Regions from separate parts of the Mus musculus genome. Here regions 1 and 2 are each linked to region 3. A link is a contact called in public Hi-C and promoter capture Hi-C data. All regions are on one chromosome and are shown on one strand. Each heading gives the region's core, a stretch centred on a gene start, on an enhancer-like site or on the middle of the called end of the contact. The rest is flanking DNA. Distances are from core to core; before and after follow the strand shown.

Region 1 (4,945 bases), core at 338-2,837, 230 kb after region 3:
GCTAGAGCAGTAATGCATGTTTTAGCCCCAGCCCTGGGGAGGCAGAGGCAGGTGAATCTCTTTGAGTTCCAAGCTAGCCTGCTCTATAGAGCAAGTCTTGAGCCAGCAAGGGCTGCAGAGAGAAACCCCATCTCACAAAAGAAAAGGCAAGGGCTATGCAGACGGGGAAACCAAGGTGTGGAGAGTCCCCAGCAGACAGAGGGGTGCCTCCTGGCCTCTCCCCTGCACCCACATCTGCAGACAGGAGCAGACTGTTCACCTCTACATTCAGCAACATCTGCTTCAGGGAGTAGATGAAGGTCTGCGTCTCCTCATTCTTCATGGCCAGGGTAGTGATGATTTTTCTTAGCGCCTCCTGGGGGACAGAAGGAACATGGGGCAGCAGGTTGGGGGAGCGCTGTCCTCCAGGAATACAGGTCTGATGTGAGGCTGTGAGATTCCCATAGTAGAGAAGAAAACTGGAGCCCACAGAGCCTCTCAGGGACAGACTTTGAGCACTGAGCTTATTTGGTTTTGACTTTGGGTGTGTGTGTGTGTGTGTGTGTGTGTGTGTGTGCACATATGTATGCATGCACATGCATGTGGAGGCCAGGGGTCAATGTTGGCTGTCTTCCTCTCTCAATGTCCACCTATTACTTGAGTATGGTTTCTCAGTGAGCCTGGTCTAGGCCAGCTGCCATCGAGCCCCAGGGATCCTCCTGTGTCCGTGTCCCTAGGGCTGGGGCTGTAGTGTATGCAGCTACACACTAAACTAGCTTCCTACGTGGGCGTTGGGAACTTGAACTCAGGTTCTCACATTTGCATAGCAAACACTTTACCCACTGAGACACCTCCACAGCTCCTTGTTCAGTTTTGGAGACAGAGTCTCACTGTGTAGCCTAGGCTAGTCTTGAACTAACATCTACCTCTTGCCTCTACCTCTAGAGGATAGGACACAGGAGTGTACCACCAGCAACCCAGGCCAGTAGGTGCATCTTTAAAGCTGAAGGTGAGCTGCACCGAGAGAGTAGTCTGGGCAAGGCGAGTCCCAGAGTCCAACTGAGTATATGGAGAAACAAACTTCTCCTGGGAGAGGCGTGATAGGCAGGGGTCCGCCTGGGAAGTGGACGGGTTTCACTTGGGCAGCTGGAAGGTCTTGCTTGTGAAGGACTGGGCAAGGAGAGGAGGATCCTCTGGGAAAGCAGGTGGAGGACACCAGAAGCCGGTTCCCACCCAGGGTGGTGGGGCTGGGCCCTGCGTAGCTTGGGTTGGTGACCTGTGGGGTGGATTAGGATCCCAGGCTAGGATGACGAGATGCTGAGGGAGGGCAGGAGCGGGGAGGAGAGGTAGGGGGTCTGCGTGTTAACAGGAGCCGCTGTGCGGGCGGCCCGTGCGGGGGGAGGGGCGCTGCGGCATCACCTGGTCCCCTCCCTGTTCCCAATCCCTGCATTTCTCCAGGTCCTACCCTCTGGTCTTCCATAGTTGCAGCCCCCTGTTGCCTTGGCCTGGCCGCGGGTCCCCTTCAGCTGGTTCTCCAAACCCTTAAAGTTCCTTGGACGCAGACAGCAGCCAACTAGCCTTCCGTGCCCTCGCCGCCTCCGCCGCCGCGCCCCCTGCTCAGCGCTCCATCACTACATGTACTACGCATGCGCGAGCGACCGGCGCTGCTTGGGAAATGTAGTTGTCTTCCTCCGGAGCTTGGGTTATCCCAGTGTAATACTGGGAGGGATGAGGAAGCCCTCAGGCGGAAGGCAGGATATCTGAGTTTGGCCTCTTATCCTGTCTTGTGAACTCAGGACTATCCCTTACTCACCTCAGATTGATCCGGTTTGCTATTCAAATTGGCACCCAGGGTGCCCACCCTTTCCTACCCTGAGAGCTGTCCTTCGGTGGCCCACATGCTTGCCACTTACTGCTTGTACAACCAACCAGAATAGAGCCATTATGGTCGCACAGTGAGACAAGGTCCTATACATCCCCCAAAGCCTCAGATTGTATCTTCCCCTAGAAACCTTTCTACCAGCCCTTGCTCTTCAGGGCTAGACATATTTATCTAAAGAGTTCATCTGCTATTAGCCCGGCAAAGGCTGAGGCAGAGTTTCTCAACCACATTGGGGTCAAATGACTTCTTCACAGGGATCGCCTAAGACCCTTGGAAAACAAAAATATTTACGTTATGATTCATAACAGTAGCAAAATTATGGGTATGAAGTAGCAATGAAAAATTTTATGGGTGGGGGGTCACCACAACATGAGGGACTATATTAAAGGGTTCAAGCATTAGGAAGGTTGAGGACCACCAGCCTGGGGCTTCATCAACCCCAGGGTCTTTAAACACTGCCCTCCCCCCACTCCTAAGAAAATAGGTCATGGTTGTGATTGGGTATGAGACAACTCTCTTGGTCAACTATTACAGTATTGGCCACTGACCCCAGAGTGGGGCTGAGGCTGGAAGTTGACTGTGAGAACCACTCACCACTCAAAGCCTCCGCTTCTGCCCAGACCTTGCAGGTGGCCATGAGAACCTGTAAGAGGCAGACTTGGCCTGGACAGGTTAAGACCACTTCATTCACAGAGAGGTCCTAACCTTCCAGCGGGAATGAAGATGGCATAATTGGCTGGGGATGTCTGTGCACTCACTGCCCACCAGGAGTTACAGCTGCCCTTATGGTTTGACTGAGAACAGGGTGACTTGATTTTCCTACCAGAGGAGGTCTCTCTCTCTAAAGCCCAGACTGGCCTGCAACTCAAGAGACTCCCTGCCTCTGCTTCCCGAGTGCTGGGATTAAAGGTGTGCGCACCACACCCGGCACAATGGCAACAGCGGTGACACTGATGGTTATTACCTGTGTGACCCCAAAGTTACCACAGAATTCTGCTGACATGGCCTAGCCCCATGCCCAGAACTGCAGACTGCAACAAGGGAAAGACTTGAGACCCCGGAACTTAGACAGGGGATTCCTAACTTATGTTGCCCAGGCTGGCCTTATACTCCACGTGTAGCCAAGGCTACCCTGTGTGAAGGTATTAGATTCCTTAGAACTGGAGTTATGGATAGTTGTGAGCTGCCATGTGGGTGCTGGGAGTTGAACCAGGTCCTCTGGAAGAGCAAACAGTGCTCTTTAGTGCTGAGCCATCTCTCCAGCCTTACCCTGGAAGTCTTGATCCTCCTGCCTTTACTGTGTTGGGATAACAGGTGTGCCCCACCATGTTTGTGTTAGGGGGTGCTAGAGTTGGAACCCAGGCCTTGTGTGCTCTGGAAGAGTGCCCACCCCACTGAGCCCTGGGCTCTCATCTCTCACCACCCCTCTGTCTCACACTCTGCCCTTGCTTTTCCTCTGCATCCTTTGTATATTTCTGTAGAATCTTCAAAGAGGTTTCCATTTCCACCACCCCAGTCTCTACACTCACAGATAAATGCATACTCCCTTTTGGATGTAGAATACTTTGAGAGAAACTGAGGCATGGGGTGGAAGGTACTCAGCCCCTTTCTCCTCACAGCCTGGAACACAGGATGTCTGCCTGCCCTCTGTCTTTCCCCACCCTCAGTGTCACTTCAACGGAGGTGGGGTGGATACTGTGACAGGAAGAGAGTGTGTGGGGTGGCTGAGGTGACACAGGTGCAGCATGGTGGCATGGTGAGCCTGGGGCCTGATGGTTCAGGGATGGGTTCTCCTGGCTGGGTATTCATCCTTCTGCAGCTCTGGGGTGAATATCTGGGGGTCCCCACTTTATGTATCCCCTCCAGTTATCTAGCCCACTTCAGCTGCCTGATTCCTCATCAGAACCACCCTGAACTTCAGTCTCCTCTTCTGGACACTTAGGCCCTCATGGAGGTTGGATGCCCTTATGGAGTCTTCAGAAGAATTCAAACCACAACTTAAACACCAGCCTTTGGGGACCTGGGACTCCGCCTCTTTGGCCCTCACACTTTTTTGTTCCTTTGAGACAGGATACTGCTTTTGGGGGGGGGGTCAGGTTCCTACTATGTAGCCCAGGCTGGCCTGGAACTCAGAGATCTGCTTGCTTTTGCTTCCAAAGAGTTGGAATAAATGCATGTTCCACCATTGTCTTAGTTAGGGTTTTACTGCTGTGAACAGACACCATGACCAATGCAAGTCTTATAAAAACAACATTTAATTGGGGCTGCCTTACAGGTTCAGAGGTTCAGTCCATCATCACCAAGGTGGGAGCATGGCAGTATCCAGGCAGGCATGGTGCAGGCAGAGCTGAGAGTTCTACATCTTCATCCAAAGGCTGCTAGTGGAAGACTGACTTCCAGGCAACTGGGGTGAGAGTCTTAAGCCCACACCCACAGTAACACACCTACTCCAACCAGGTCACACCTATTCCAACAAGGCCACACCTCCAAATGGTGCCACTCCTTGGTCCAAGAATATACAAACCATCACATTCCACTCCCTGGCCCTCATAGAATTGTTCAAAAACATGAGTCTATGGGGGCCATACTTAAACATAGCATAATGCAAATGCATTCAGTCCAACTTTCAAAGTCCTCATAGTCTATAGCAGTCTCAACAATGTTAAAAGTCCAAAGTTCAAGGGCTCTTCTGAGATTCATCCAACTAATTAACTGTAATCTCCAAAGCAAGGCAGGAAACCAGCTGGGCAAACTCCAAACTCTGCATCTCCATGGCTGATGTCAAAGCAATCTTCAGATCTCCATTCCTTTTTCATCGTTGTTGACTGAAACAAACTGCTTTCTCCTGGGCTAGTTCCACTCCCTGTTAGCAGCTTTCCTCAGCATGTATTTCACGGCTCTGGCATCTTTAACATCTTTGAGTCTCCAAGGCAATTTCAGTCTTTGGACTCCTCCTAAGGGCTGCTGGCATCACATCTCCAGCTCTGCCCTCTGTAGCATTCTATGATCAGGTTGATCCACTCCATTATGGCTACTGTTCTCGGTGATCATCCCATGGTACTGACATCTCCAATACACTGGGGT
Region 2 (4,495 bases), core at 899-3,398, 130 kb before region 3:
GACTGGCCCGTCACCACCTGCTGAATAGGCGCTGGGATGACCACATCGTCGATGTCATCATACGTCTGCCGTGGCTTCCACTCCTTGGGTGGAATGATCTGCGGGGCCAAGAACGGTGTAGGTGATAGAGCTCCCAAGGGTAGGGGATCCCAGGTCCCCAATTATTTAAGTGCTCCAGGCTAGTGCTGCAGTACAGGCACCACACAACCATGACAAGACAGCTGTGACAAACAAGGGGCAGTTGGGTCCCACTGCAGCAGGCACACACACACACACACACTCACACTCACACATACACACACACATACATGCTCACATTCTTACAGATACCCACACATAAACACACAGACTCAGATTCTTATACTCACACACATATTCTTACACAGACACACCATACACATACATATACACATTCTTACACAGATAGCCACCCACACATTCACATTCTTATAGACATGCACGCATACACACACACAAATACACCATAGCGCGAACACACATACACACACGCACGCACGCACGCACGCACGTACGTACACACACCAGTCAAGGCTGATGAGCCTATGCCCTTGGCTCATACACGGCTCGGCTCATACGGCAGAGCACGGGCCACAGATGCTTGTGGTGTCTGTCCATCTGCCCTCAGAAGGTAGGAAGAGGTGTGTGCTCATGCTGTGCTGTGTGTGCCTAGGGCTCAGATGAAGTCAGCCTCCCCAGCATTCTCTCCCATGGATTAACATAGGTCCACAAGGTTACAGGGAACCTGAGCCACAACTTAGTATGACAGCTCCATTCAGACAGGCAGGCAAAACAGTAGAATGCAAAGTTTAGGCAGAGTCGCAGGGCCCCAAGAACAAGGTACTTAACCTCTGCCACTCCATCAATAATTAAAAGTGTCTCCTGGCACCACCACCCCTAGGCATCAGGTCCCCTTCCAACCCTAGCCCTCCAAAAGCTTTGTCCCTCATAGCAGCAGGTTCTGTGTCCCACCCAAGCTAGGCCACTCCCTAGAGTCAGGAACACAACATGTGCCCTGATTTGGTCTAGGAACCCTGGGCTTGTTCAGAGGGCTCCACTTGTGCACAGGAGCCAACTGTTTGAAACCTGGACTCCATCAGCTATTCTTAGAGCCCTGGATCAGGAGGGCAAATCCAACCTGTCTGAGCCAGCCCAAGCCACAGCCACAAAACCAGTGTCTGCCTCCATGTTTAAGAAGGTCGGGGAGGCAGTGCCACAGTGTCTGGGCACAAAGGAGCTTGGGAGTGGCATGACGCACCTTGGCCAGGCCAGCACGGTGGGCACCCTGCGACTCAATGTACGCCACATATCTGTTGAAGTCCCTGAATTCATCCATGGTGGGGCGGAAAGTCATGATCTTACAGCTGGGGTTCTGGGCGCTGTGGTCCTCGGACCCCATGGTTGCAGCAAAGTGGAGCTACACCTGTGAGGAGATAAGAGCAGTCAGCATAGCCCTGCCATCACCACCTCCAAGCCTCCCTTGGAGGCAACGAAATACCCACAGCTCCTGAGGGCAACAGCAGGCAGCCGTGCCAGGCCAGCAAACCACAAAGCCCCATACTCCCACCAGTCAAAAGCCAAGGTGACACCGGTTGAGTAAACACATAGGAACCCTCCTTCTAAAGCTGACGGGGTCCCAGAAGCTGTGTATTTTCCAATCAGAGGCCCCCTGGAGCCCAGCACTGTTCTCAGCAGGGACCTTCCCATGCAGACCTTGTAGCCTTAGGTCACCACGTCACCCAGGAGCCCTGTGCACATGTGAGAGCACACTGGGCTTGTTCAGAGGGCTCCACTTGTGCACAGGAGCCAACTGTTTGAAACCTGGACTCCATCAGCTATTCTTAGAGCCCTGGATCAGGAGGGCAAATCCAACCTGTCTGAGCCAGCCCAAGCCACAGCTAACATCAACTTACCTGTGCTGGCCTCCTACCTGCCCCTTGTAAAGGGATCTTCTCAGCCAGGTGCCTTCTCCTCACTGGGCAATCATATGGCCTGCAGCCCAGGGTCCAGAAAGGGTTGTGGAGTCCCATCCTCCTAGAGAACTGCCCCCCCACACACACACACACATACACACAGGCCCCAAAGTGGGAGTAGAGAATAGCTCCTATGCATTTCCCAAAGTGTCCACCAAGTGGCAGCACATGCCCATAAATGGAGTAGAGGGCTTGATTACAGCCGTGAGCTAGGCCACCAGTTGGTGTCTGAGCACCCAAAGGCCACAGTCCTTCAGGGCTCTGGAGAGGAATAAGGCTGCGTGCATCACCTGGGTGTCCTGAGGGTCTACTAGACATAGCCCTCAGAGCTCACAGGAGCACAGGGTTTACAGAGGGGGACTGCCAGACATTGTCCTCCAGTACACAAGGGGAAGGCCCTAACCACATAACTAGAAGCTATCCTGCTAGACAACTGACCCCACCAGCAGGTCTCAGGACTGCCACTGCTCCCCAGCAGCCCCACACTAATTGCTGAGCTCACCTGCCACCTCCTAGATGTAGAGGGTGAGAGCTAGGGAAGGATGATGTAGAAGGCACAGCACCTCCTCAGGGGCCCCAGCAGCCTCAGTGTTAGAATGGGCAGGTGGGAGGCACATGGAAGGGCCCAGGACCACTAACTCCTCTCAGCCCTGACCATGGCCCTCCTCCGCTGCCTCACAGGCCACACGAAATGGTGGAGCAGAGTTTCTTCTATGAGCTGAGTCCTGTGCCACAGAGCTGTTCCAGAGCCGGACCACTGGGAACCAATGGCCTGTCTCTCTACCTCGTGGGATAAGGGTGCCTGCACCCACCATTTCCCTTTCACACAGGTTCTCTCCTTCATGATGACTTTGGTCTCCCACCTGCCTGCCTGTCTCTTACTCAAGTCCAATATGGTCGGGGAAAAGGCCCAGGCTGCCACCAGGGTGCTGTGTGGGCACCTGTGACGGGGGATGAGACCTGAGAGCTGTGTCCCATCAAGGGGCCACTTCAGCCCCCACACTGGGTGCTAGTGATAGTGGGGCACAGACAGAGCACCACACTGGTACACAAAATGCAGCTAACCTCCTGCTGGCCACATGAAGGCTCACCAGAAAGAGGGCTAGGACATAGCAGGCAGCACTGCCCAAACATGCAGAGGTCGGAAGGCAACCTGCAGTTGTCAGCTCTCTCCTTCCACAAGTGTGACCCAGGGTTAAACCTCGGAGTTGTCATGCTTGGCAGCAGGTGACTTTACCTGACGAGGACTTGGGATCCTGAAGGTCCCAGCTGCAGATTATCAGCAGAGAATGAGGCCCACACTGACCCCTCTGGCTATCCTGAGAGGCATAGCAGAGGTGTGGACCAGGACTAGTAGAGACAAATATCACTCCCTCCAGAAGAAAAGGACCCTTGGGATAGGAGAAGGGATCAGCCAGAGCTCTCTGGGGCATGCATCACAAGAGATGCAGGGAGATAAGGCTCAAGTCCTAAGAGAAGCTGGACAGGCTGGCAGGTGCAGTGGCCCAGGTCCCCAGGAGAGCCAGGCAGGCCAGGTGCTTTCCACCACAGATGCACCATGAACTTGGGCACCATCTGAGAATCTCCATCTATCTATAGCAACGAGTTACAGCTGCCACTGACATGGGGTACACAAAAGCCCGCAGGACACAGGCGTGCCCATTATCTGCTATGGGCCCAGCACAATGGATTCTAGGTGCCACTCACCTTGAGGCCCTGGGCTAGGCAGGGCTAGTAGCCTCCTACCCAGCCTCAGATTGTATGTGCTGGGCACTGGGGGAAGAGGACAGCCAGCCACCACCTGCTAGCCAGCAAACAGGAAACTCACTGTCTCCACTTAGTGGCAACAACTCCTTATTGCCCACAGGGAAAGTGCCCTGCCCTCCTCCTGCCTGTTAAAACAGGGACTGAGAGTAAGGTGTCCAATAAGACCTACCCAACCCTGCTCCTACTGTTCAGAAACATGTGTCAAGACCAGAGCTTTCAGGCCAGGCTGAGTGGCTGGTGGCCTGCCCTAGGCTATAGCACAGGGTCTGCACACAAAGAGCCTCTGCAATGGCTGCTTCTTCAGTGGGACACTGTGTGGCCAGGCTATGTCATGTCACCTGTACCCCATTGCCTACACACACTTGTCCCACACACACACAAGCCCTAGGACAAAGCCTCCCAGAGGGAAGACTAGGGGCACATAGGCTGGGCTCCAAGGGCCTGAGAAGGCAGGGGGATAGCATTTGGGCTGAGCCCTTTGACACACAGAAGCAATCAGGCACCATGAGGCCAGGACAGCACAGGTGCCACACCCTAGGCAGTACCCTCAGGAAACAGAACAGGAGCCTGACAGGCCCCTCAGTAGTGACACTACAGGTGTCAGTCCTGCTGGTGTCCCAGGGTGTCTTCCCAACCTCCCCTGCTCCTGAAGGTCCCTCCCCCTGGAGGTCTGATACCTCAAACTTCCTGGTGACTCCCAGCTAACCATGGGCTTGGGCTACCATCTTGAGAGACCC
Region 3 (4,537 bases), core at 1,255-3,754:
AGAGGCCATGGAAGGCCATTGGTGAAGGTGCAGCCTCAGTTGCAATTGATGGCCCAGGATAGAAGGGGTCATGCAAAGGAGTTGAGGCTTGGCACCATGAAGAGAGCCTATGAAAAGCTGTTGGTGAAGCCTAGTTACAGCGGAAGACAACAATGTTTTGAAAATGCCAGTACCATGAGATGACCACCAAGAACAGCAGCAGCAGTGGAGTACAGGCAGCTGGAGCCTAGAAGACAATGTGTGTGCTACAAAGAGCAGGGCTGGAGAAGTGACCCAAGCTCTTGGAAGAGCCCGGAAGATAGTGAGTTGGATTCCACATATTGGATGGTTGGAGTCTGATTTTGCTTTTGATTGTGACTGTGCCCTGATATTTTCCCCTCTTGAAGGAAGAAAGTATTTTTATGGAGCCCACAGTTAAGAGACTTTGAATTTTAAAAGATATTGGACATTTTAAAGGGATTGAACTTTAATATTCAAGACTGTGGGACTTTTAAAATTATTTAGATCTTGGGAATGAATAAGAAAGTAAAGCTTGAGGCTTAATAGTGATTGATGTGTTTGTGTATCAAGTTGACAAGGGGTCATTGTACTGGCTGGTTTTGGGTGTCAACTTGACACAGCTGGAGTTATCACAGAGAAAGGAGCTTCAGTTGAGGAAATGCCTCCATGAGATCCAGCTGCAAGGCATTTTCTCAATTAGTGGTCAAGGGGGAAAGGCCCCTTGTGGGTGGTACCATCTCTGGGCTGGTAGTCTTGAGTTCTATAAGAAAGCATGCTGAGCAAGCCAGTGGAAATAAGCCAGTAAAGAACATCCCTCCATGGCCTCTGCACCAGCTCCTGCTTCCTGGCCTGCTTGAGTTCCAGTCCTGACTTCCTTGGAGATGAACAGCAGCATGAAAGTGTAAGCTGAATAAACCCTTTCCTCCCCAACTTGCTTCTTGCTCATGATGTTTGTGCAGGAATAGAAACCCTAAGACACCCTCTTTCTGTCTTTAGTAGTACATGTTCATGTCAAAGGTCTCCACCTCTGAGTGCTGGAGCTGACCCTTGACCCCAGAGGACCTCCTCCCTCCCTCCCCCATCACATAAGTTCATCTTCAAGTTCAAGCAGATGCTGGGGCTTAGGCTCAGTCCCAATCCCCAGCTTCTCATTAACCAGGCATGGTGGTGTACAGTCACCCCAGCACTGGGGAGGAAGAGGCAGGAGTTCAAGATAAATTTTAGCTACATGAGACTCTTCCCCAAAATGGGTGTGAAAAGAAAGGGGTCAGGAGAGAGAAGAGGATGGCTGGAACTGGGGAAGACCAGGAGAGCCGCCAGGCCCTCAGCCACGTCCTGTAATTGTGTAACAAATGGTGTCTCCAGGGAGGGTTCCTGGAAAGGGAACAGGGTTGCAACATCATGTTAAAAATGTAGCTCTCAGGATTTCCGGTCAAAAAGTTAACTAGCTAGGAAGCTAAGTGGGGACACTTCAACAACAATGGAGGATGCTCACTAAATGTCACTCACCAAACAATGGATGCCCTTCTGCAGGAACCCTGTTAGGATAACTTTTGGGGAGTGTGTCTTTATTTACAAAAGCTCTTTAGAGGCTTGAGAGAGGTGGCTCTGCGAGGAGGGGAGTCCATGTCCCAGCACTCATGTGGCCTTAACTCCAGTTACAAGAAATCCATTGTGGGTCTGGAGAGATGGCTCAGTGGTTAAGAGCACTGACTGCTCTTCTGAAGGTCCTGAGTTCAAATCCCAGCAACCACATGGTGGCTCACAACCACCTTTAATGAGATCTGACGCCCTCGAATCTGAAGACTGCTACAGTGTACTTAGGTGTACTTAGATATAATAATAAATTTAAAAAAATTAAAAGGAAAGAAACCCATTGTCCTCTTCTGTCACACTCGCGTGGCTCAGACACAATGCACAGATAAGAAGTAAAACATGAGCCGGGCGTGGTGGCGCACACCTTTAATGCAGAGGCAGGTGGCAGAGGCAGGCGGATTTCTGAGTTCGAGGCCAGCCTGGTCTACAGAGTGAGTTCCAGGACAGCCAGGGCTATACTGAGAAACCCCGTCTCGAAAAACAAAAAACAAAGTAAAACATGGTGTGGGCGAGATCTAGACAGAGCAGGCAGATCTTAGAGTTCAAAGCTAGCCTGATTAAGTGGAGAGTTTCCGAGCGCTGGGATGAGCGGCGTAAGCAATCTGGGACTAGAACCCGGGGCCACCTTTTGGAAGGCAGCTTTCCTAACCACTATTCTACCAATATCTCAGCTTTCTTAGATATTTTTAATAGGTCACTGCAGGGTCGAGCTGGCCAGCAGAACTGGAGCAGGGGTGTCCATCCCGCAGTCCTCTCCCAGACAGCAAGGGGCCACCAGCCTTGCCTTCAGCCCTAAGACGCTCCTGAGCATTGTCCCCTAGAGTTTCACGGACGTTGGTTCTGCCCTGACGTTACCCAATCAAAAGCCTCTGCTTCTGCAGCTCAACTTCCGGGTCAAAGGAGGCGCAGCTGGCGGGTCCCCCCGGTGTCCGCCGCCTTCGCTGTCCCCCCGCGCCCGCCACTTCCGGGCCCTCGTCTTGGGCATGGAGCGTCGCGTGTGAGGCGCCGCCGGCCCCGGGGACGCCCTGCTCAGCTTGTCCTCCGCGCCACGCTCGGGTGAGCAGCGTCCGGCCCCGGCTCGCCGCCTCCCGCCCCGGCCGGCGCCGTCCGCCCGCCTCGGCGCCGCGCGCCCTGTCCTCGTCGTCCCCGCCGCTCTGGTCGCCGCGCTTCGCCGGTTCCGGGCCGCGCCCAAGAGCTGCTGCCGCACCGCTGCGGAGACGCAGCCGCCAGCTTCATCGCAGAGCGCGGCTCAGCCCGGCGTCCGCGCAGCCTCCGCCAGCCTCCGCCAGCCTCGTCTCTGCCAAACCCTCCCTCCCGGCCTCATCCTTCCCAACCTGATCCCCTCAAGCCTCATCCTCTTCCATCTTGATCTTCTAAAGCCGGATCCCCGCAAGCCTGATTCCCCTCCCAGCTTGATCCCTCAAGCCTGATCCCCAAAACTTGATCCGTCCAACTTGTTCCCTCAAGGCCTGATAGTCCAGGTTGACCCTCCTCTCAAACCTGAAATCCTAAAGCTTCATACCCCAAAGCTTGAAACCCGCAGCATGAACCTCTCCAAATGACCCTACCAGCCTGACTCTTCCAAGACTGGTCACTCCCCAAGCCTGATCCTTCACTCAGCCCTTATCCTCTGCCTCAGTTTCCACATTGTCGCATGCCAAGCTTGATACCCTCCCAGACTAAAATCATATCCTCTGTCTCATCCCTTTCCTCCCCGGATTAGCTTGAACCCCCTCAGCTTCCAGCATTCATTCCCTGCATCTTGAGCCCCACCCTTAGGATCTCGGCCTTAGGCCCATCCATCCCCTCCCCATCCACGATTTTGCCCAGCCTTTGACCTCAGCGGCCTTTTTGCTGCCTGTTACCCAGGCTCCCTCGGGAGCCCCCAGGGCAATCACCAACCTGCTTTCGAAGAGTTGGGACTGGTGCCCAGGAGGTGTGGACCACAGTCGCCAGTTCCCTGCTGGGTCCCAGGGAGACCGCACACTGAGGGACACGTCTCTTCCAAGTACAACCCAGGGCATGTTGGCAGCCCCGAGGGGCTGGGAGGCTCAGTTAGAGTCGAACCAGGTAGATAGGGTTAGGCACAGGCGGAGACTCCCGCCCGCATGGAAAGTGAGTGAGAAGAAGCCACACACATCACCGGCCCCTCCATCTTCACCGGCCCCTTCATCCTCACTGGTTCCCCAGTTCACACCAACCACTCCATCCTTGCCAGCCCCTCATCTTCCGCCAACCCCTTCATCCTTGCCAGACCCCATTTTCACCAACCCCTTCATTCTTGCCAGCCCTTCCCATCTGCCCACCTTAACAACACCACATTTGTTCTTCTAAGGTCCGTGCCCCTCGCCTGCAGCTGCCATGGAAGCTCCTTGGACCCTTTAGAAGGTGAGTTGTGCTGGGGTCGGGCAGCAAGGCAGGCTCTGTGGTGGGCTGGGGCTTGCTGTGGAATGCAGAGGTTGACAGTGGCTTTGGGGCCAGTTACCCCTGGTCTTGGTCCCTGCTGCAGTACTTTGCCCTCTCCAGGGGGACAAAGGAAGAGTGGCTAGTAAGCTGGGTTTGAGGGAGGCTTGGCCAACCTCCCTAGCTCATCTGATACAGTACCTAGTGTGTGGGCATCAGTCTTTATGGTAGTGTTTGCCTCAGAGAGACCATTGGGTGTGATTTTAAAATGGCTCATTCATCTGACAGCTGTCATTATGAAAATCTGTGTGTGCACTCCCGAATCCTCACTTAGCCCCAGGCATAGATATTGTAGTCTGGGTTTATAGCTTTGAGAGTCACACAGCACAGATATGACTAAGCTGGGGTTGGACCCTTCTCCCTGACATGGGAAGTCCTGCTTTTCAGCACTGGACAGAGAACACTGGCCACTCTTCCACTTTGTGTTCAGGTGGCATCAAACATCCATCAGACTCTTCTGAGAAGGCGACTGGGTGGT

Evidence for each region. Promoter capture Hi-C pulls out the DNA fragments that hold promoters and counts their contacts. Hi-C and Micro-C count contacts between places; a contact is called where the count stands out from the background.
Region 1: a promoter capture Hi-C map of neural stem cells shows a contact between it and region 3. The contact joins the promoter of Fsd1 here to the promoter of Dpp9 in region 3. A contact is called at or near these places in 2 of 39 promoter capture datasets (embryonic stem cells and neural stem cells), 1 of 115 datasets of contacts at active chromatin or transcription factors (embryonic stem cells) and 2 of 9 other capture datasets (adipose tissue and liver).
Region 2: a Hi-C map of cortical neurons shows a contact between it and region 3, with 2.3 times the contacts expected there. The contact joins the enhancer-like site here to the promoter of Dpp9 in region 3. A contact is called at or near these places in 5 of 39 promoter capture datasets (the C10 cell line, embryonic stem cells, hippocampal neurons and 1 more), 18 of 484 Hi-C or Micro-C datasets (B cells, CD4 T cells, the G1E-ER4 cell line and 11 more), 4 of 115 datasets of contacts at active chromatin or transcription factors (embryonic stem cells, fetal liver, pancreatic cancer cells and 1 more) and 4 of 9 other capture datasets (adipose tissue, embryonic stem cells, liver and 1 more).

The regions. Positions count from the first base shown.
Region 1 is chr17:55,983,153-55,988,097 of GRCm38.p6, reverse strand. Fsd1 (fibronectin type 3 and SPRY domain-containing protein) reads right to left here and starts at 1,587. Exons shown (of 13, transcript NM_183178.2): 1 at 1,445-1,587; 2 at 260-355. The coding sequence starts at 1,459.
Region 2 is chr17:56,348,579-56,353,073 of GRCm38.p6, reverse strand. It overlaps Kdm4b (lysine (K)-specific demethylase 4B), which reads right to left. Exons shown (of 23, transcript NM_172132.3): 2 at 1,277-1,441; 3 at 1-98. The coding sequence starts at 1,417. Among named protein-coding and RNA genes, the nearest start is that of Kdm4b, 25 kb to the right of the region's middle. Within about 2 kb of position 2,148, at least 18 of the 459 cell types and tissues checked have an H3K27ac peak or open chromatin away from gene starts, as enhancers often do. A contact at or near this core is called in B cells and cortical neurons, where this site is marked.
Region 3 is chr17:56,216,856-56,221,392 of GRCm38.p6, reverse strand. It overlaps Dpp9 (dipeptidylpeptidase 9), which reads left to right and starts at 2,504. Exons shown (of 21, transcript NM_172624.3): 1 at 2,504-2,652; 2 at 3,932-3,984.